2 separate regions of the Mus musculus genome follow, and region 2 is linked to region 1. The links are chromatin contacts, called in public HiChIP or PLAC-seq maps. All regions are on one chromosome and are shown on one strand. Each heading gives the region's core, a stretch centred on a gene start, on an enhancer-like site or on the middle of the called end of the contact. The rest is flanking DNA. Distances are from core to core; before and after follow the strand shown.

Region 1 (6,528 bases), core at 1,836-4,335:
ATGCACAAACCCACACATGCACATAAACATGTGCATACATCCACACACACATACAAAGCCAGCAAAAGTAATGACCAATGTTTAATTAAACTCTCCAATAAAAAAATAAATGGTATTAAATAGGTATTCTTTCCATCTTGTTCTATCTCCGATTCCAAGTGTACCTTGGAGACAAACTATCAGATAACATCATATTTCACTGAATAATACTCTTTTTTTATAAAGCTTCAAAATCTCTTTCATAGAATTGTAAGAATGCAACCTGTTAGCTTTATCTTCTCTTTGAGAAAGAACATGAAAAAACACAGAAATGACATGAAGTGGTGTCTACACATTCCTCCACAGCTGCACATGCAGGTACAGCACAGCGCACCACACTGTGTTCCTTGTATCCTAGAAAGTGGGACTAACGAATTCCCTTGCATAAACATGCCTACAAATCACCTCTTAAAACCTTTCCCCAGTTTGGAGGCCGGGGATGCAGAACAGTTGATGGAGTGCTGGCCTAGCATGCAGGAGGCCTTGGGTTTGATCCCCAGGAGGTGGGAGCAAGAAGATCAGAAGCTCAAATTCATTCTCAGCTACTTAGCAAGATCAAGGCCAATCCTTGACACATGAGCTCCTGTTTCAAAAACAAACAAAATAAGAACCACAGCAACCTCTTTTGATAGTGTGCAGTTACAAACAGAACCCCCCCCCCACCAGTGTCAATTTACTTTAGTGGAGAATACAAGCAGGCTTCTAGAAGCTGAAAACAGTTGATGACTAGTAGATTTGAGACTCCTTAGGAAGGACAGTCAAACTATGACAAGTGAGTCCTTGAATGAACTGGGACAATGGCCACCATGCCACCAACGGGAGTAGCCACAGCTGATACTCAGTAATTCCTATGTTGTTTCACTTTATCCTGACACTGAGTTCCATACAACCTCATCTTACAACATGATGGCACTCGAGTTTAGAGAAATTAAGTAATTCACCTGAGGACAGTTGGCTGCCAAGTTATCAGAAGTAGGATTTGAACCAAGGCAAACCAGAAAACAACTAAGGACAAAGGAATTTGTCCAGATTTCTGGGGTGGCACCAGTAAATCACAGACAAAGGGCTGAAGAGGTGGCTCAGTAGTTAAGAGCACAGGCTCTTCCAAAGGACACAAGTTCAATTCCCAGAACCTACATAGCAGCTCTTAACCACATATAACTATAATCCCTGGGAATCTGACTGGGGACCTCTTCTGGCCTCTACAGGTACTGCATGCACACTGCACATAAGATATGCATACAAGCAAAACACCCATTCACATATTACCTGAACACTAATTTTTTTAAAAAAACAAATTTTCTATGATTTCTACCTAAGCTATTTGTAGATAAGGGTATCCTAGAAACACAACCCATTCCAATACCAGTCACTGCTGAGGAAGCCCTGTGGGCTCCTGAGGCTGCTTCTACCTCCACAGATACAAAGAAGTGATGCTGTAATCTCCCAGGTTTATATAGAGGAACAAACCAAATAATTAAAAACACATCCAGAACAGTACCTAAAATAGATAAATCGGCACAAATGGCTCTCCTGGCTTCCCTGCTTTAACAAACTAGAAAACAAGTGGGATTCACAATATATGGAATGCTTGCTCATCAGGAAATGTTCATTCTTATGTTTAAGTCTCCACACGGGTTTGTTACATCTACAGACATGTTTGTTATATGGTTAAATGTGTTAATTTCAGCACAAATATTAGAAATTTGTATGCCCAAAGCTCTTAAAAAGTTTAGTATTGTAGAAGACAATTTGACTGTATGTATGTATGCATGTATGTATATATGTATGTATGTATGTATGTATGTATGCAACATGTATACAAAAGGTGGTTTGTATACATACACACAGACACATACACAGACACACACTTACACACAGACACACACACACACATACACACACACAGACATAGACACACATAGACAGACACACACACACAATGTCTTTAAAACACTTCTACACACAAGTGTTTTATACCCCTACGCACTTTTTAGAACTTTATATATCTTAAATATCTTCCCAAGATAGCCCATATACACCATTTTAAATCATCATACAACATATTAAATCAACAAATAATCCCACAATAGAGTCATCTTCTAGGAATCCATTATAGTCTAAAACACATGAAGTGTGTACATCTATTCTTGATACTATAACTGATGAATTAGTATCTTTAAAAGCTGGGCCAAACTAACAGCCAAAGTTGTTTACCTCCATATTATCTCATGGAAATCATATTTTAAAATCCCAACCACTATCCTGTCTGTGTTTTAATTCATACCCATGTGTTTGCTACCTTTGCTTCTTCTGCCTCCTGAGCAAAACCTGGGTCTCTCCACACAGCCTGCAGGACATAGTAGTACTTCCTCTTAGAATCTGAGTGACAAGCTCTTCTTAAAAGGTAGCTGTCTCCACATCACCTTATTAGACTTGATTAAAACAAATCCCAGGTATATTTCAACTCAAGATACACAATGAGCTAGGTAGGTATTAAGGTGTGAATCAAAGCTTTCTTTATAATAATAAAGAATACAATTCTGTATAGTTTTTAAAACTATGTGTCAGTGGTTTTGAGACCTAAGTAAAAAAAAAGAGAGAAAGTTACAGAGCAGCCCTAACACTTTGTAACTTCTTACTCCCATGGGCACAAATGTGAGGTATCCATTTGAGAATAGTATGTGCCAAACTGTCTCTGGATTACTTCTCCTGAGGAAAGTGGGAAAGGAAGAACATAAAAACCCTTGGCTTTTCCTTTTACATACGCTATGCTAAGGCTTCCACAAGTATTCACAGCTTTTTACACTAAGATTAAGTCTGCATCCATCATGTATGGCTACACAAGACTATCAATAACCGAGGAATTTTAAACACTATACACATATTTTCTCATACTTCTGTGGAAGTCTAGGAACAGCAGGGTAGGCCCTCTGTTTATGACCTCATAAGCCCTCAACCGTAATTTGCTGAGAGCTATGTTTTCATTTGGAGACTCAACTATAGAAAGACCCACTTCCCTGTTCCCATGATTCTCAGCATTCAGTTCCCTGTGGCTACATGAATCATGAAGGCTACTTCTTCAAAGTCAACAAAGGCTATGGCAGTAAGGCCATACTGACACATAAGAAAAATCACAGGAATGACATCACCATTGCCACATTCTATTGGTTAGAAACAAGTCACAGGCCCTGCCCATGTCCATGAGGAGGAAATTATACAAAGAATATCAGGAATCAAGTTCTGAGGGCTACCTTAGAGACAACCCATCATAAAAACAAGGCGATTATCAGACCTTGATGTCTATGAGCTCCTCAGAAATATCTTATAGTCATAACCAGCTAAAGTCAAATACAACTAACTACAGTATTTCTTTGGCAAGAAAAAGCCAGATACTAAATACAAAAATGTAATAGCAGAATTTTAATAATAATACCCATTTAGTTCAGTGGGTCTTAAAAGAAAACACGGGTAATAATGTGAATGTTACCCCCCAAAAAATATGAAAAAAGCAATAAGGAAGAGCCTGAAGAGTGACTATTACTGGAGCTTTGAGTGTAAAATACTAAATATACTAATGCATGCTGCATTTGGGGAGACAAAAAGGAAGCATGATAATAAGAGCTAGAATGTGGCCTCGTAATCCTTCTAGGGAGTGCGAAGCGCGGCTGCTACAAGCCTACAAAAGAATAAAGGTAAAGGAAGGTGTCGTCCCTCTGAATAGGGACCCTAACAAAAAGGCTTCAAAAGGACTCTGCATCTTTAATAATATAAAAAGGCTAGGGCACAAACAGCATAATCTAAAATGCCATTAGAAATGCTTCACATACAAAAAGGTCTAAGTAAAGCAGGGTTTTATAAAGTGATCAAAAAAGAAACACTAAGGGGGAAAAATCTTTTAAGATTAAAGAGGTTTTTCAAAGGACAAGTTGAAGTGGCTGTAAAATTTATGAGGCAGCATTAAACTTCAGTTCTAAGTAACAATAAATTATTCACTATAAAAACATACATGTGTCAAATATTATAAGCCTCTTAAACTTTTTAAAACAATTTCTTACAGAAGTTATTAGATGTAGTAGGTCAACATTAACAGACACCAACTTCTTCGTGAGCACAGTGTGACCACTCGGAGGAAAGGAGCAGGCCGAGCCAGAGGAGCCCAGTGAAAGCGGCCTGGTGGGCTCCTCAGTCCCTTCTGAGCTCAGGCACAGCAGAGTCAGCCTTCAAACCAATCTTTGTAACTTTAGCCAAAATAAATATTAGTTTTAGTTTTTAAATGTCTCCAGTATGTAAAATGATAAATATCTGTTAGGTAATATTTGTGTGGATTAAAGCGTAAATAACATTTAAATGCTAAAATAAATCAGGCCATGGTTATTAAAGGAGTGCAGCATACTGAGGCGTGCCTTATGACCCTAAGTGGCCATCAGCCTCACGACACTGCCTTTGGCACGTGCTCTCCGGCTCCTTCAGTGCTGTGTTTCACAGTGTGTACAGGCAGCTTTACAGTGCATGGCTGTGTGTCCCCCACCATTTTCTAAAGTCTATCCTCCCCTCTACACTTTCTAAAAGTTCAATTTTAAAATTCTTTTGAACAATGACATCCGCTACAATACGCCTACCTTAGAAGGTCTTTCTGCACAGTGAATTAAATACGTAGCAGTGACTAATAACCTTCATCCAAGCACACATGTAACCCAACCGAATACAATGACTTGGGAAACTTCTAACATGCTTCCATTTGCTATGAGAAATTGAAAATAAATCACAAATATGAGAAACACAACTCCTACCTTAAGAAACTGGACTCTACCACAAAAGATAGACATTAAGTATTTGCAAAGGGGGGGAGTGCACCACAGAGACATGTGGGGCGCGGCCTTACAGGAAGAAGTAACAGTGTCACCAGAAATGGCTTGGATGCCAGACTTTTGTGAGCCTGTGAGGCTGTGAGGATGGAGGATGGACGGGATTGATGAGAATCAGACAGTCAGCTTTTTATTTGCTTAACGTTTAATCAATAACATGCCTGTAATCAAGTAACTATTTTTCATTAAAATTATTTAAGTTATAGATAGTGGTGATGGTTAATTCATGTTACATGGATGGGATTTGGAATGACACAGGAGATGTTCTTCTAAGCATATCTGTAAAATGATTTCCAAAGAGGCTTAACAGAGGGAGGCTCTACCAGAATATGGGCAGTGCATCCCATGGGCCAGGCTGTTGAGCTGAGTAACAGGGAGAAAGGTAGAAACTTGTCCACATCCGCAGTGTGAGCGACACCTCAGGTTCATGCTAACATGCCTGCCCTGAAATGACAAACTCTAACCCCTCACACTGAACTAAAACAAGCCCCTCCCTCCTTAAGTAGCTTTTCTCAAATATTTTGTCCCAGCAGTGAAAAAAGGTAGCTAATACAGTGGGCCAAAAAACAGATTACTTCTTAATGTGTAGATTTTGTTATGTTTTCATTTTGAAGACAAGTGACTGGGTGGTACATAGATTTGCACTGGGGCTAGAGAGAGTTCAGCAGTTTAGAGTTCTTGCTGCTCTCCCAGAGGACCCTACTTTGGATCCCAGAACCTAAATTGGGTAGCTGACAACTGACAGTTACTACAGCCCAGGAAATCCATCTCCCTCTTCTGACCACCTCCATGGGCACCCCACAGATGCCATACATTCAACAAAGACACACACACATAAATAAAAATAAATCTTTTTTAAAAAATAATATTTTCACTGTATTTTTCTTAAAATTTATCCTGTGGTCCAAAGAAGAAGACGTCCATTCACCTAGGCTCCTGTCAAGCCTAGCCTGACCTGAGTCCTTCTTTGCCACATATCAATCTTCACAAGCATCTGCAAAATGGTACATGGCTCGGCCAACAGCACACACATGCGCTTCTCCCGTACATCTGAGGTACATGGCTCGGACACCAGCACACACATGCGCTTCTCCCGTACATCTGAAACAAGTCATGGGTCACAGCCATAGGACGTCAGCGGGCCACAGGTAAGTGACTGTGCTGCCAAACCCAGCACTTCTGCAAATACATAATGGCCCTTCCCTTCTAGAATTGTTTGAGATAGATAAACAGATAGACAGACAGACAGACAGACAGACATTTCTCTGAACTTTCTGAAAACAGAAAAATACTTTATTTTAAAGTATATTTAAAGAAAAAGGTTCATGCTCACTAACACATACAAAATGTAAAACTCAGTAACAGCACACTACAGTAACAGAGCACCCAATTATAACTACTCATCTATAAGGAATGACCCCATGGCTAGCTTACAGAAAGATTACCAGGTTTTTACACTTTTAGGAAGACCAAAAAAACTGATTGCTAATATTGACAGATCAAAAAAAAATCTTGAAGACACTACTCTTCCTTCATTGCTTCTCTACTCTCGTTTGCTTCCTTTTTCTAATAAAATTATTTCATGGACTCTTTAATTGTGTTCAACTGTTCTTCCCCTTCA
Region 2 (6,528 bases), core at 2,165-4,664, 900 kb before region 1:
CATTTTCCCTTCTCAGTGTCTGCCAATCCTTTCACGGTCTCTCATATGGTTGTTTTAAGATAAAAATCATGTGTGTGTGTGTGTGTGTGTGTGTGTGTTGTGTGTGTTGTGTGTGTTGTGTGTGTTGTGTGTGTGTGTGTTGTGTGTGTGTTGTGTGTGTGTGGTATGTGTGTGTGTGTGTGTTGTGTGTATATTGTGTGTGTGTACATTCTTGGTGAGAGTGCAGGTATGTATACCATGCTGGTCATGTGGAGGCCAGAGAACAACTTCAGGCATCTGTCCTTACCTTGTACCTTGCCTGAGACAGGGTCTCCTGTCCACTGCAGTGCCCACAGGCTAGCTGGCTTCTCAGCCTCCGTGGACTCTCCCGTCTTTACCTCACAACTTGCCTTAGGGACTGGAGACATGCTCTCTGGCTCAGCTCTGAGTGGGTGCTGGCTGGCAATCCACACTCGCTTGGGTCTTCACACTTGCCCAGCAAGCATTTAACTCATTAGGTCATCCCACCCCCCACCCCACCCCCCAAAGCCTCACAAAGGTTCTGCTTGCCTGTGTAAACAGTCTCATTCTTCCCCGTGCCCTTCTGATTATAAAAGACTCAGTCCTCACATCTGACTGGAGGAAAGAATGGGGTGCGGGGCATGAGGGGGAAGGGAAGGCAACAGATATCATAAAGAGTGAGCTAAGAACAATCCTAGTGTTCCCTAGGACTCTTTCTTTTCTCTCTCTCCCATCTGAACTGTGGGGCCCGGTCTCTGGCTCACACAGGATAGCACGCCAACATGGTTCCTTTTGTAATGTGATTTGGATGTGCAGTGTCCCCCACAGGCTCCTGTGTTTGAGCACTTGGTCCTCAGCAGGTGACGCTGTTTGGGAAGGTTGTAGAACCTTCAGAAAGTGAAACCTTATTGGAGGAAGCAAGCCGCTGGGGGCCCTGACCTTGAGTTCTTATTGCCTGGAAGCCCCATTTCCTGTCTGTTCTCAGCTTTCTGACTAGAGACTCAATGTAACTTGCTATCTCACATTCCAGCCATGGCTTCATCCCCATCATGACAGACTTCAAGCTATAAGCTAGGATCAACCCTTCTCTTAAGTCCTCCTCCTTCTCCCTCCCCCTCCTCCTCACCTTCTTCTTTCCTCTCCCCTTCCTCTTCCTCCCCCTCTTCTTTTTTCTTCTCCTCTTCCTCCTCCCCCTTTCCCTCCTCCTCCTCTTTCCCCTCCTACAATTTTCCTTCTACTTCTTGAGACAGGACCACCCATATCTCTGGCTGTCTTCAAACTTACCATTAAACCAGAGAAAGCCCATGAACTTCTAACCCTCATAAGTGCTGAGATCACAGGTACATACCACCATGTTCATTTTTTGTAGTCCTTGGAGCTGAACCCAGAACTCAACCACGATACATCCTGAGTCCTTAAATCATTTCTTGTCAGATATTTAGTCATCAACAAGAAAAGTAGCTAATAATGAGTGTTCCTGTCCTTCTGTAGCCCCCTCCCCAAATAGACAGGGCCATCCTGGGTAAACAAGGTGGTATAGGGGGACTTCTGAAGGTAGATCATAAAAGACACCATAGCTTCTGTATTCTCTTGAGTCACCTGGCAGGGGAGAAGCTGGCTGCCATCTTGTGGGGACACTCAAGTGGCCCCCTGGAGAGAGATCGTGTGGCAAAGAGTTGATGCTTCTTGCCTATAGGCAACACCAACACAGAGGCCACACCAGTATCAGAAACAGACCCTTGTTCCGTGGTTCTCAACCAGTGGGTCGAAAATCCTTAGAAGTCATATATCAGATATCCTGCATATCAGATATTTGTGTTACAATTCACACCAGTAGCAAAATTACAGTTATGAAGTAGCAATGAAATAATTTCATGGTTGTGGTAAGGAACTGAATTAAAGGGTTGCAGCATTAGGAAGGTTGAGAGTCACTGCAGCTCAACCCTAGGCAGGTAACAATGCCTGTGACCTCACAAGAGACCCTGGGTGGGGCCCCGAGGCTGAACTACTTCCAAATTCTAGAGCTTCTGGAACTATATAAAATAGTGTCCATTGTTATGGTAAAACTACTACGTTTCAGAGAGATTTAGAATATAACAGATAACCAATTTGAAGGCTGGAAATGTAACTTAGTTGGTACCATGCTTTCTCGGCTTGAAGGAAGTCCTGAGTTCCATCCCCAACATCACATAAACCTGAGTATGACGGTGCCTGCCTGTAATCTTAGCGCTTGGGATGTGGAGGTGAGAGGATCGGAAGTCCAAAGTCATGCCTAGCCACACGGAGCCAGCCTGAGAGACAGGAGCATGAGAATCTACCTAAAACAAAACTAGACAAAGCAACAACGCCATCAGCCAAGCTGCAGAGATGACTCGGTGGCTAAGGGTACACATTACACTTGTGGAGGACCTGAGTTCAGTTCCCGGCATATAGTCAGGTGGTATGTCCCATGACACAAGCTGGGAATGCCATTGTTCCCATTTTATGTACAGTGACCCTCCCTTATCCAGAGAGATGTGTGTCAGGATGCTCCAAGGATGCACTAAACTGTAGCCAGTTCTGAATCGCACATGCACTTTGTTTATTTCCCAGTCTGGACACTGCAGACAGCAAAGTTTGAGTCATAAATTAGGCATCACAACAGTGGCTAATAATAAATAGGACAATTATAATCATATACTCCGGTCAGCGAAGACACTAATGGATTTTTTTTTTATTCCTGGAAAATTCCAGTTAGTAATATCAGACAGTGCTAACCTCAGGGAGCTGAATGAAGCAGACTGTGGCACAGCCTCCCCACACAGCGCCACCAAGTGGGGACCACACCAAGTGTCTAGATGCCAGGGCTGGGGGGGGGGGGACACTTACACAAACCACTACGGAGTGTAATGCATCATTCTAAATATCTGAGGGCCAAGAAGAGGAGAAGGAGGGCGAAGTGAGGGCCAAGCTGGAAGCCACTAGACTTTGGATTTTGACCTCAAGCTCCCTGCTCCCAGCTGCTTCGGGAATGTCCTTGTGCCTGCTCAGAGTCTTGCATCTGGAAGCAGGATGTCAGGCTGGGTGGAAAGCGCTGCCTTTATATCCTGTTCCAAGTGCTTCCTGGAAAGACAGAAGAAAGCAGAAACAGAGGCTGTTTAGTCCCAGCTTGCTTCTCCTCACGGAGCAGTGAGTGAGTCATTGTTGGGAAACAGACAGAGAACCTACCAGGGTGTCCTGACCACGGCATGAGACCACAGATGTCACAGGAGGCCCAGGAGCTAGTCCGGGTGAATGTGTACAGAAACCATGTAGCTTCACAGACTCCCCTTGGAACTCTACACTCTCCCTGTGCCCACGCCCAGCGCCTTAGCTGAAGTGTCCAGCGGTGGAAGCCAGTGAAGTGTTAGATTCGGACCGAGGAGCTGGAGGTTTGAATAGGCTTTATAGTATGTCCTCAGGGTGTCTCTGGTTTACAAATCACCACGTGTCACAAAAACCCTGGAGTGAATTGATGTAGTCGGAGACAGGAGCTTGAGTTAGGGAAGGTCCATATCTACTCCGCATTCTCAACAGAGCCCCAGGGGACTAGCAATCCACTTAGCATTCCAAAACACTCTTGTCCCAGTAAGGAGGTATTTAAGCCCTTCTCAGGGTCAGCACTATCAGCACCTGGGATTCCATACCAGGGCTGCCATGCAAGAGTACCCAAACCCGAGTGATGTAAAACACCAGAAAAGCATTTTGAAATATTTATTTTCTTTTTATTTATATGCACGTGTGGTTGTGAGTGTATGTGGATGTCCGTGGAGTCCAAAAGAGGTCATCAGATCTCTTAGCACGAGAGATGGAGATTTGTGAACTGCCCAGTGAATAGGGAGCGAAGAGAGAAGGAAAGACTCAGCTTTTCCCAGGCACACACACTCACCGGACAGCTTGGAGATCCAGCAAAGAAAACCAAGAAGTACCCATGAGATAAAGGATAAGCATCAGAATAGTGTCATGACCCAGAAGCAGGGAGGGGGCCTTAAGAAGGGAGAGAGGGGTGGTATGGAAGGTGGTGCAGGCAGGAGATGGGGTCGGGGAGCCGGAGATGGAGCTCAACTGACAGAGTGCTTCCATAGCTTGCATGAGGCTGTGGATTCAGTCCCAGTACTACGTAAAGCAGGCATGGCGTCCTAAGCCTGTGACTCCAGCACTCAGGAGATGAAGGCAGGAGGATTAGAAGTTCAAGATTATTCTTGGCTACATCATGAGTTTAAGGCCAGTCTGAGATACATGAAACCAGGAAAGGGGGCAGAGAGTCTTGGAGATGGAGATGGAGACAGACAGACACACACACACACACACACACACACACACACGAGAGAGAGAGAGAGAGAGAGAGAGAGAGAGAGAGAGAGAGAGAGAGAGAGGGAGAGAGAGAGAGAGAGGTCAATGAGATCAACAGTCAAGGAGTACATAGACTTAAGAGCACACTCACAACTGGAGAGGGTGATGATTCAGAGCAGGAAAGTACACAACCAGATGAAGATTAACCTGAGTGTGTGTGTGTGTGTGTGTGTGTGTGTGTGTGTGTGTGTGTGTTTCGGGTCACGACTGCCGACTGCCCAGCACAGTGGATACCATGCTTTGCTGCCTCTTGGCCAGGGGTGGGGATGTGGATGTGGATGGGGTAGAGGCTGGGCTGAGGACTTAGTAAGAAAGATGACGTGAGGAAGAGCTACAGTGAGAACACCCAGAATTCCAAAAAAGGATGCGCAGCCTGAGGACTCCCATCAGATTTATTTGGGTAGGCCTTGGAATTGCCCTAGAGTGGTTGCAGTTGTGATGAACTTTGGGGTAAATCATCAGAAGCACCCCCAAGTGACAGTGGGTGGGTGACAGTGGGTGGCCTCCAAGACCGAATGAGATGGAATTCCAAACTCTGTCTAAATAAAGAAAGTGAAACCTGGGGACATTCAACAAAATCCTACCAGATGGTCATGTGTGCTCATTTTCTTCTGAATGCCATCTTCCTGCACCCTCTCCTATTCCCAGGAAACCAGAGCCTTGGAAAGTCCCTCCTTCCCAAGGTCAAAGTTGAACACACTTGACCTGCTTCTGTTCTGTGCTTAGAGAGAGCCACAGAGGGGCTGGGAGTTCTGGAAGGCCTAGTCTATAACAGACCAGACAGCAGAGAAGCCTTGGGCACAAGGTGGCAGCGGCTGAAACAAGCCAGGGTTTATGGTGGCATGAGTTCATGCTGTTCTCTACCCTGGCATGCACACAGTGAGACCTAGGAGTCCTTGGTTAAAGGCAGCAGCAACTGAGACAAACTGGGTTCTATAGATCAGATGTTGAAATTTACCCTGGAAGCTTACTAGGGCCCTCTTTACTTGAAACATGGGCTGTAGTCCTAGAGATGGCTCCGAGGCACACACACTTATGTGTATGTGTGTGTGTGTGTGTGTATGAATACTTTATTATTGGGCTATACTTGCAGCCCAAGGGGATATATGTCTTGACATGGAAGTCTCACAGAGATAGAAGGGTGGACCTAGTTTGAATGGACGCTACTAGGAACTGAGCCTGGGTTATCTCAGGTCAGAGGAGCCTAGAACTAAATATACCCCTCCCTCTGTGTTTAAGTACCCAGGGCTCCCAGAAGGTTCTAGAATCTCTGACAGGGGACACCTTTCTTCCAAGATGGATTGATGGTGGGCCCAGGATGGGGAGTTTCAGGGTAGGTGTATGACCAGCAGAGCAGCTTCAAGAAGCCCAAAGCCTGGGAGAGAAATTAGTTAAAGCACTTTCCAAATGTGCTACACAAGTGAGTCATTCCGCCACCTGGAGGCTTACCTCCAGAGGGCGGGGATGGGAGAGAACATGCTCAGTTTCTCCCAACTCTCCTGTCTTTATGTCACAAGCCCTTAGGTGATGCTTACTCCCAGGGCTAGCAAGCAGCGTGGCAGCTCTGTGGCAGCTCTTCGGTTGAGCTTTGCTGCTGGGTTACCCAGATTTGGATTTAAATCCCACTGTCTTCCAGTTCTGTACAGAGTCCCCAAGGATACTCCAGATTCTCAGTTGAACAATGTCACCTGATCTAGCCAGTAAACTAGCAGAGGCTAGCTCAGAAGGTTGGCTCCGAGAGCTTGTGTTAAGGATTGATCAAAAGGCCTCGAGGGGGAGTTGAAGAGGGAGAAGCCAAAGCCATAGCCCTGAAGGGAGAGGAGCACTCAGGCCACAATGATTAAAGGAATCGGAATCATCAGACTGTGCTGGCTTAGGCAATAAAGAGGAGAGACAGCTGTGCTTCTCTGAGGCCGGTGCTAAACAGGCAGCAACACAGGCTCCTAGGGCCACTTGACCTGAATCTATGTTCTCTCCATCTTCCAGGATCACCTTCTCTATACTGAGAGACTGAACTATCCCAGGGACAGAGCCAAAGGCCAAGGAAATCAAATGCCCTGCCTCATAAGAAGCTCTGGATAATGGGGAAGACCGACAGCAGAGACAATCCATCCTAACTGAGCACATGGCAGCAGAGTTTCCTCGCAGAATCCTCTT

What was found. HiChIP or PLAC-seq counts read pairs in DNA pulled down with a chosen protein or histone mark.
Region 2: a contact with region 1 is called in an H3K27ac HiChIP or PLAC-seq map of trophoblast stem cells, with 13 times the contacts expected there. The contact joins the promoter of 1600015H23Rik here to the enhancer-like site in region 1. A contact is called at or near these places in 1 of 39 promoter capture datasets (cranial neural crest), 1 of 484 Hi-C or Micro-C datasets (the G1E-ER4 cell line) and 2 of 115 datasets of contacts at active chromatin or transcription factors (embryonic stem cells and trophoblast stem cells).

What each region holds. Positions count from the first base shown.
Region 1 is chr11:108,442,053-108,448,580 of GRCm38.p6, reverse strand. The region is part of intron 4 of Cep112 (centrosomal protein 112); the gene reads right to left. Among named protein-coding and RNA genes, the nearest start is that of Cep112, 20 kb to the right of the region's middle. Within about 2 kb of position 3,085, at least 6 of the 459 cell types and tissues checked have an H3K27ac peak or open chromatin away from gene starts, as enhancers often do. A contact at or near this core is called in trophoblast stem cells, where this site is marked.
Region 2 is chr11:109,340,811-109,347,338 of GRCm38.p6, reverse strand. 1600015H23Rik (RIKEN cDNA 1600015H23 gene) reads right to left here and starts at 3,414. Exons shown (of 2, transcript NR_166879.1): 1 at 3,208-3,414; 2 at 2,686-3,102. 1700096J18Rik (RIKEN cDNA 1700096J18 gene) reads right to left here and starts at 472. Exons shown (of 2, transcript NR_027883.1): 1 at 287-472.